Regions from separate parts of the Anas platyrhynchos genome. Here region 1 is linked to region 2. A link is a contact called in public Hi-C data. All regions are on one chromosome and are shown on one strand. Each heading gives the region's core, a stretch centred on a gene start, on an enhancer-like site or on the middle of the called end of the contact. The rest is flanking DNA. Distances are from core to core; before and after follow the strand shown. Region 1 holds the start of RASL10B (RAS like family 10 member B). Region 2 overlaps AP2B1 (adaptor related protein complex 2 subunit beta 1).

What was found. Hi-C and Micro-C count contacts between places; a contact is called where the count stands out from the background.
Region 1: a Hi-C map of liver shows a contact between it and region 2, with 2.5 times the contacts expected there. The contact joins the promoter of RASL10B here to the enhancer-like site in region 2. A contact is called at or near these places in 6 of 8 Hi-C or Micro-C datasets (F1 follicle, liver, skeletal muscle and 2 more).

Annotation. Positions count from the first base shown.
Region 1 is chr20:6,653,896-6,658,074 of IASCAAS_PekinDuck_T2T, reverse strand. RASL10B (RAS like family 10 member B) reads right to left here and starts at 2,116. Exons shown (of 4, transcript XM_038165620.2): 1 at 1,624-2,116.
Region 2 is chr20:6,601,619-6,606,044 of IASCAAS_PekinDuck_T2T, reverse strand. AP2B1 (adaptor related protein complex 2 subunit beta 1) reads right to left here. Exons shown (of 22, transcript XM_072025964.1): 8 at 4,245-4,426; 9 at 3,208-3,328; 10 at 933-1,028. Among named protein-coding and RNA genes, the nearest start is that of PEX12, 24 kb to the right of the region's middle. Within about 2 kb of position 2,019, at least 3 of the 8 cell types and tissues checked have an H3K27ac peak or open chromatin away from gene starts, as enhancers often do. A contact at or near this core is called in F1 follicle and small yellow follicle, where this site is marked.

The DNA of each region.
Region 1 (4,179 bases), core at 867-3,366, 52 kb before region 2:
CGCTTGGACAGCCAGAACTGCCTCTTGCTGGGGAGGGGATCGCTCTGTGCCTGCGAGCGACAGCTTTAATGTTTAATTTCAGGCTTTGAGCGGTTTGGCAATTAACTTGATGGAGGCTAATTTCCGAGCCAGCTGACGGGGCGAGCCCGCAAGCCACGGGCACACGTGGCGAGGCAGGAGGGGGCCCTAGGGTAGGGCTGGGCGTGGAGGGGGCACGAGGGGCAATAACCCACACACACGGGTGCAGGAGCTGGGTCTGAGGGTCCCGAACGCCCCCTGGCAATGGGGGTTTGATGGAAGCAGCAGGGGCAATGGGATGGGTCCTGCTCTGGCCCCCATCCTTAGGAACCTGCTCGTGCTTTCTCCCGGGGCATGGATGCTTTTACCAATTCCTGCTGCTCTCGTCTGCTTTCCCTGAAAAACATCCCCAAAGCACAGGGCAGCGCTCCCCGAGCTGCCAGAAGGCAGCGGGCTCCAGCCACCCCGTTCCCATGGGGTTCTTCACCCCGGGGAGAGCCTGGCCATGGACATCCCCACTGCGGGTGCTGAGTGGCCGGGCTGGGCCAGCACCGGCACCGGGGCTGGGGGCCTTCAGCAGGGCCTGATCCAGCCCAGGGGCAGCAGGGAGGGTTTGGGCATGGGGCTGGGGCCATGGCACGGGGCTGGGACCACCCCGCAGGTGCCGAGTGCCTCTGGGGACCCGTGCGCCCCAGCCCCGTGCCCGGAGCGTTCCCAAGCCGCGTGCCTTGGGGTGGGGGGTGCGGGGGGCTCAGCCCCGCCAGGGCCTCACTGTGCCAGCAGAAAGCACTGTCATGGCCAGGCCACCCCTCTGCAGGGACAGCCCCGTCCCCACAGCCCCTTCCCCTTCCTAGAAGCGACCCCAGCTCCCCTCTGGGGCCGGGGGCACGCAGCCGGGCAGCCCCAGCCCCGCAGGACACCGCGGGGTGCCCGAGCTGCAGAGCCGAGCGCTGCCCTCACACCCTGCCGGGGGTCCCCAAAACCCTGTCCCCCTCCCGGCTGGCAGACGGGGACCCACGCACGGGGACAGCCACCCCACAGGCCCCAAGAAGCCGCTCTGCCCCCGAAACACCCGGAGCTGCCCGCTGGCAGTTTGGGGCCACCGGGGGAAACTGAGGCGCGCAGTGGGGACGCGGCGGTGGCCACGGGGGGACCACGGTGAGGCCGAGCCCGGCAGCACCCCACGGGCTGTGGGGCCGGGATGTGACCCCCGGCTGCGGGCACGGCCCCGGGGCACCGTGACCTTGGGCACCCCAATTTGCCCACCCCCACCCCGGGGGGGTAGGACCCAGCCGGCCCCGTCCCGCTCCCCACGGGGCCAGCATCACCTCCCCAAACCCGAGCCCTGCAGAGGGGAGCGGGGGGGGGTTTTGGGGTCGCCCCCCGGGGTGCCCATTAAAGGGCTGTAGCACCACAGGGATGCTTGGGGGGGGGGGGGGCGCAGACCCCCCCATACCCAACTAGGGAGGAGGGGGGGGGGGGGGAGCATCTTAGCTCCACCGCTCAACTTTACGGGGTCCCCCCACCCCGCTGCCCCCCTCCCAGCGGCAACTTTGCCCCCTCCCCATCACCCCCCCATTCCCCCCGTGCCCCCCCCCCCGGTACCTTGCAGCGGCGGCCCGGGCCGGCGGCGCCCCGGCGGGCGGCGGAGCCATGCGGAGAGCCCGGTGCGGGGACCGGGAGGCGGCGGGGGCTGGGGGGGGGGGACACGGGGAGGGCTGGGGGGGGATGAAGGGGAAGGGGGGAACCCGGGCACGGCCGGGATGGGGCTGCCGGGGGTCGGGGGGGGGCAAACGGGAGGCGGCCGGGGCTGGAGGCTGAGCCCCCCGGGGGGGGTTGAGGCTGGGGATGCCCGAGCAGGGGGGGGCTGGAGGAGGCCGGGGAGGGGGCGGGCAGTGCCCGGAGCGCTGCGGGCTCAGCCCGGGGAGGGAAGGAGGCTGTGGCCGGGCGGGGATGTGCGGGGACTGCCCGCGGAGGGAGGCAGGCGGGGATGGAGGCAGCGCCCGGGAGCTGCTGCGGGGAATGCCCGGCCCGCTGCGCTCCGCAGGGAGCCGCGAAGGGCACCGCTTCTCCTGCCGGGGCTCTGGGGAGGTGCCGCTGGCACAAGACCCTCCCATGGCCCCCGCAGCGCGGATCGGGCACCCCCTCGCTGCCCAGCACCCGTGGGGGGGGGGAGCCCGGTGCCCTCAGCTTTTTACCCCCCCTCCCCATGGCAGGACCCTCGCCCACCGCCCCGCTCGCTTTGGGGCTCGGTGCTCCTGGGCCCCTCCGTGGGGGCTTCTCCGAGCCCCCCTGTCCCGGGGGGGTGCTCCCACTTCGGTGTGGGGTGAGGCAGGATGGAGGAAGGAGCGTTTTGGGAACAGAAGCTGCGTTTTTGGGACACCCCACATTGAGCTTTTACCCCATGGCGATGAAAGGGGTGCCTGTGGGTCCAGGTGGGGGCCCAGTTTTCCCCCCTCCAAGGGCTCCCCCCAGCTTCTCTGCTCCTCCAAGTGCCCCCCAAGCCCTGCTCCTGCTCCCCAGGACTCCAGTGAACACCGAGACACCCCCGTGGGGCTTGGCAGAGCCCAAGCACCGGCCATGGCACAGCCGGGCCCCCCCAGCCTCACCGACACCTTTTGCTGGGAAAAAATCATCCAGAGGGGCTCATCTCCGGGGTGAGGAGGGTACCAGCATCAGCACACAGCCACAGCATCCCTCTTCCTTCCCAGGGGAAAATGGGACAGCAGGCACGGCCCCACAACTGGGGAGGGGGACACGGGGAGCCAGCAAAGCCTCGGTGCTGCTCTGCGCCACGGCTGGGCTGAGGTCGGTGCCAGGCACAGGCAGGCAGAGCCCTTCCCTGCACCTCAACCCCAGGCTTTCGGAGATGTGGGGCTTGTTTTCCTGCAAAGCTGCCTGGTGCTCACATCTAGGGAAATATTCGGGTGTCCCTGTGGGTTTTTTTCCAGCCCCAGGTGCTGCTCCTCTCCCCCGGCCCCCCAGCAGCCCTTCCTGGCACCGCCGGAGAGCTGCGCTCAGCCTGAGACGTTTCTGGGAAAGGGCAGGGATCGCGGCTGCACACCAAACCAACTCGCCTGCACAATCCAGGCTCCAGCCTGGGGGCTATTTTTAGCAGTTCCCTCTGAGATGCTCTTCACTTGCAGTTTTATTTGTGAAATTTAATATACGGTGGCGGGGGGAAGGGAGCGGGGACGGATCCTGGCGCGTCCCCGCCGGCGCGGAGGCTTCACCCAGCCCCAGCCACGGGAGATGGATGTGAACCTAAAATCGGCCACCAAATTGCTCCCACGTCCTGGCACGCAGGGGACAAGTGAGGCTGAGGGCTCAGGGGCTGTCACAGCTTCTCCACGTTCTGCCCCATGGGCTTGGGGACCTGCTGTCACCCCTTACACACACACGGAGCGGGATGCGCGAGGCTGTTGGGAGCCGCAGTGGTTTTGGGGAGCCTGCCCGGTGATTTTGGCTGGCCCCATCTCAGCCAGAGCAACCCGGAGCAGCTGGGGAGGTTCCTGCCCCATGGTGTGGTCCCCCTGCAGCAGCTCCAAGCCTGGGGACGGCCACCTGAGCTCTCGGCACTGGGGACTGACGGTGCCAAGGAAGCAAACCCAGTTTGCAGGGAACGGCACAGCCCAGGGTCGCCGTGTCCCCGTTTGCAGGGCACGAGCGTGCCGGTAAATCCAGAGCAGCAGCAAAGACCGAGTGCTCCCCGAGGAGCCCCTGGCAGAACTGTGGGGAGGGACAAACCCTTCCCCTCGCCCTGGGATGTGACAGGGACGGTGGCAGCCCCGGGGGCTCACGGCACTGTGGGTTCCCACTGAACGCTGCCCCCATCCCTTTGGGGGCACGGTGGGCTGCTGCTCTCCCTGCCCTCCCAGTCCTGAGTCACTTCACCTCCACGTGCTGCTAATCCAGAGCTGGGTAGGGGCGAAGGAAAGGGCTGTTCTGCAGGAGGGAACCCCTCATCCTGCTTCCCGTGCTGCTGCTTTCCCGGCCCCTTCGATGGCTTCGTTTGGGGCCGGCTGCCACCGCAGAGGTTTTGCAGCCCAACCCACCCTGCCTCAGACAGCACCGGCGACGGGCAAAACCCTCTGCAAGGCGCCAGCATGGGCCAAGAGCACTCTGAATGCATCAGCATCTCTTATTGTTTTATCATTTCCC
Region 2 (4,426 bases), core at 770-3,269:
TTAGCAACAAGAGAAACCTGTGCACTGACACTGTACTCAGCCAGGCATGATTAGGTTATTTAAATCTGCTGCCAGTCAGTGCTCACGGGAATACACTTTAGCAAAAGCTAAATAAGCTCAGCTGAAATTAGACCACTTATGTGACATTTTACAGTCGTTTATCAGTTTACTGAAAAGTATCAACACCATGGCATAAGTCATCTCTCTCTTTGCAGCCTTTCTGAGCTCCTGTCAGGCACGCTGGATTTAATTGCAGGGAGTTTAACAAATTAAAAGCTGTTCTATTACGAGCATTTGGTGGATGTTCAACTGGCAGAGGACATTTCAAACTGTTGTTTTGGATAACTACAAGGGTTCTTGGGAACGTATTTGCATAAGTAGCTAGGTTAAAGAGAGCACACCCCAAACGAAGCCACAGGATATGCGAACCTTCAAAACTAGATAAGCAGAGGGAGTGAGTCGTGTTTGTGCAAGTTGTTCTTAAGTGACCCCAGACCCCCTAACTCTTAGCTGAACTCTCTCTGTTCAGCTGAAGGGAGGAGGGGGGATACAAAACATGTAGTACTGAGTTCCTCTGCACAATCTCTTTTCCTTCCCCCTTCAAAAGGTCAGACCACAGCTGTTAAAGGAGGACCTCGTGAATAAGTGGTCATTGTTCCACTGGTGCCAACACAGTAAAATATTCCATCAGGACTGATTTTGCTGCCTTGCCCTGCCTGCAAGCTGAGGTCTGAGAGAAGCACACCACCCTCTTGCAATGTACTCAGCCAGAGCTCACAGCTAAGCTGTTCAGCTGGGGCATGATGTATCCAGGTCACTGTCACCAGCACTGCAGCAAAGAAATTTTGCATAATATGGGAAGTAGATGGAAAAGCCTAATATTGTTTTTGAAGTCTGAGAAGCATGGAAAACCCCGAGTTTCAGGTACTTGCCTCAACCTTGATAGCACAGCGACCGATTGCTCGGACAGCCTTGCGAACAAAGTCAACATCCACCTCCGTAGCATATTCCTTCAGCTCTGCCAGGACCTGCAAAGCAAACAGACCAACATGAGGCCAGGGTCACACTGGGAGAATGCCCACCTGACAAGCGATGCCACCTGAACAACAGAATACATGCAGGATGAATTCTTCCACAGCTAGCCACACACATTCAAAGCAAGCAGTCAAACCCTGCAGTCGATGCCTACCTCTGAAACCAACACTGCTGGGAGGAAAAATGGCTTGGAGTAGGCAGCCAGGCTTGGTTCAGGCTGGCTGAAGCCAAAACATGGCTCCATCAAGATCCCCTGACCAAGACCAGTCCCACCAAGCTTTAATATTACAAACTCGTCCTTACGGTGATGCTATAGCGAAGTAGGGTTCACCATATCCATGCACATAGATTTTACATACAGCTTATTGTACTTATTGTTCTACAGCTACCGTATGCAAAGCTCTAAGCAACAAGTTCTGGTCTCTCCTTTTCTGTGCTGAGATGAATCCCTGGATCCCTGCTGGATCAGGAAAGAGGACAAGGAGGAGATCCGAAGACATCCTGAAACACCTCTACAAATTTAAAGACAATGTAAAGATTTTCTCCCCAGTAAGATTTCTTCTGGGGGTTGGAGACTAATGGAAACTGAACAAGGGCTTAAACCAAGACCTACTGGGATCTTACACACCACTAAATAAAAAGCCACTTTATCTTAAATAAAATCACTTTAAACATGATTACAAAAAAAGATCCTATGCAATTTACACCCTCTCAAAATCCCGTGTTTCAGTTTCTCACACATGACATCAGGGACTTCACGTTGATGTCACCAATAGATTGCAAGGGAGAACTGAACAGCACAAAGCAAGACAGTTGTTTGACAAATCTATAGCGAATGCCAATTCCTCAGAACAATGACAAGATAAAGAGGCCTTGAAGGGCCAGACTGCAGACAAATAAATCTACAAGGAGTAGACGGGACATCTGTGTTTTGAAGCTTTATTATTGCCTTGGATGATCTACACTGCACAGTACTTAGCACCCAGGTTTGGTAGTTTATGCTGTCCAAATGCTGCTCGAGTCTGAGCACCTCAGACACAAGTACTGTGCTGCCTTGGTCTAGTGCAGGCATGCAGATTAAGTGTCTTGACAAGCTGCATGGGGAGGAAGAGAGTGGAAGCCTGCTCTCAGTGGGTCTCATTTCAGGGTGTGTTTCTGACAAAGCTTAGGTTGTTTTTCGGAATGCCTCTTTAGAACCAGGAAAGGATTTATTTATTACTCTGCAGATCCCAGTTCCAGACTGTGCCCCCCAGACACTACTGCCTTTCATCCAAACAACTTGCATTATCTAAACATTATGCATTAAAATTGGTACGGAGCCTACCAAGAACACATAGAAAATTCTGAATACATTCTCATGCAAACTGATTTTTAAAATGTTTTCCATGTACCCGTCACAAAAGGGGCACGAATTACCTTGCTCTGTTCCAAAACAAACAAGGGAAACAAAAAAAAAATCCCAAAGAACAGAGGAGAGAGCTGTAGAGAGCTGCTTAAAAACGTCACATTAAATGAAGTTGCTTTTTGACAATTATGATAGGACAATAAGAGCATTAGCCAGATGCATTACTCATTCTGCATTACCATTAGGGCTTGCGACCAGGGTGGCATTTGAGAATGCTTCCTTTCTTTTCAGAATTTGAATTAAACTACATTAAAACCAAAAGAATCTGTACTGTAAAGTGGTCTCAACTTAGTTTAGCTCTAGCTTTGGGAAGTTTCCACCCTAGAAGCAAGTTAAGTTAAAATAAAGGTTATTGTAGCTCTGAAGAATGCCTGTACAAGGGTGTAATAATTTAACTAATACACTTGAAAGTCACACTTCAGTAATGTTTGACCTTTTTGAATGCCTCCATTACAGGCACACCTCTCTCACTTGAAACAAGCCTCTCGTTCTAACCTCAGCTCTAGCAGTGACTCATTTGACAGGAGACATCAGCTCTCCTGGAAATGTAATCTCTGAGATGATCTGCCTAATTGTCACGACTCCTGGTACCTCCAGTTACATTACGGAGGCAACTCCATAATTTAGGCGATACTTTCCATTAAGCAGCTGCAAAGAGCACAGGGACAGCGATGTCTAACAGCCAAGACACTGGCAATAGCCGCACACATCCTCTCCCCAGGACCTTCCCCAGAACAGATGCAGGATCCATTACAATTTCAGCTGACCTGGGCAATGTTGGCTTGAGAAGCCAGGCGGATCATGATGTCCAGTTTCTCCAGCTTGACATAGATGGGGTCGTTGTACTTCACGAAGAACACCTTGATTTCCTGCTTCAGGATTTCAGGCCTGAAGGAAACAAAATGTTGTCTCACCCAAGACTGGTACAAACACTGGGCTCTATCCTAACTAAAGGTACCTTCAGTTTAGAAATCTACCCAGACTTTCACTGCAAAGCAGAATGGTGTTATTTTGTCTGAGACACACCAAACAACAATATGAAGGAAGTTAGCAGACTAGAGAAAATTATTTAAATACAAAATACAGAATTTAAGTGTATCTAACCATATCTATGTCTTCATGTCCATTTGAATTGCTGAGCCAAGCACTTTGGGCAGTCAGTGGACATCAGTGTTTTCAGTGAAAGTGTAACACCCTTATCTCAAGGCAGAACCTGCTGACTGACAAACTCATTGTCTGCTTTCACTTAGAAGATAATGGTGCCACTACACAATAGCTCTTCCATGAATGTTATCAGGTAAAAAAAAAAAATAGGAAAAAAACATGTAAAAAGTTAAAGGTAAAAAGGTGTCATCCCACCTTTCCAGTAGGGACCAACAGTACCCAGGCATGTGAGTGGAGGTAAACTGGTTAAAAAACCAACCCACTGTACATCATTATACCACAAGTCTGGTTCTATGCTCAAGAGCAAATAGCATAAAGGATGTTGAGTTTCTACAGGTCACTACAACCTCTGCAGTTACACCCTCCTCCCTCTATGAAATCTGATTTACAGTGTAGTAGGAGGACACTTCTCACTGTGCTTAAAAAGGCAGCAAAGAGAGAGGCAGGTAAAAAAGCACTGGATGACACTGGTATCACGAGTGTGCTGCAAAGACAACTTATATAAGCCACCAGAGTCACAAGACTGCTTAATCCATCCCTTGAAAGGGCTGAACCTGGATTAAATGCAGTTTGGTGTATGTGGAAATACCTGAAGGTCTGAGATAACACACCCAGGAGTAACACTCCTTCAAGGTTTTACCTTTTTTGCACAATCAAGTTGATGTTCCTCAGGGCAACATACTGAACTTCAGGCTCTCCAGACAGCAGGGTAACCAGCGGAGGGGCAAGTTTCTTCAGCAGCATGTTGTAATAGTCAGAATCCTTGGGCAGAAGTTCCAGGAACTTCATCAACACTTTCACTGCTGACAGCACCACTGCTGA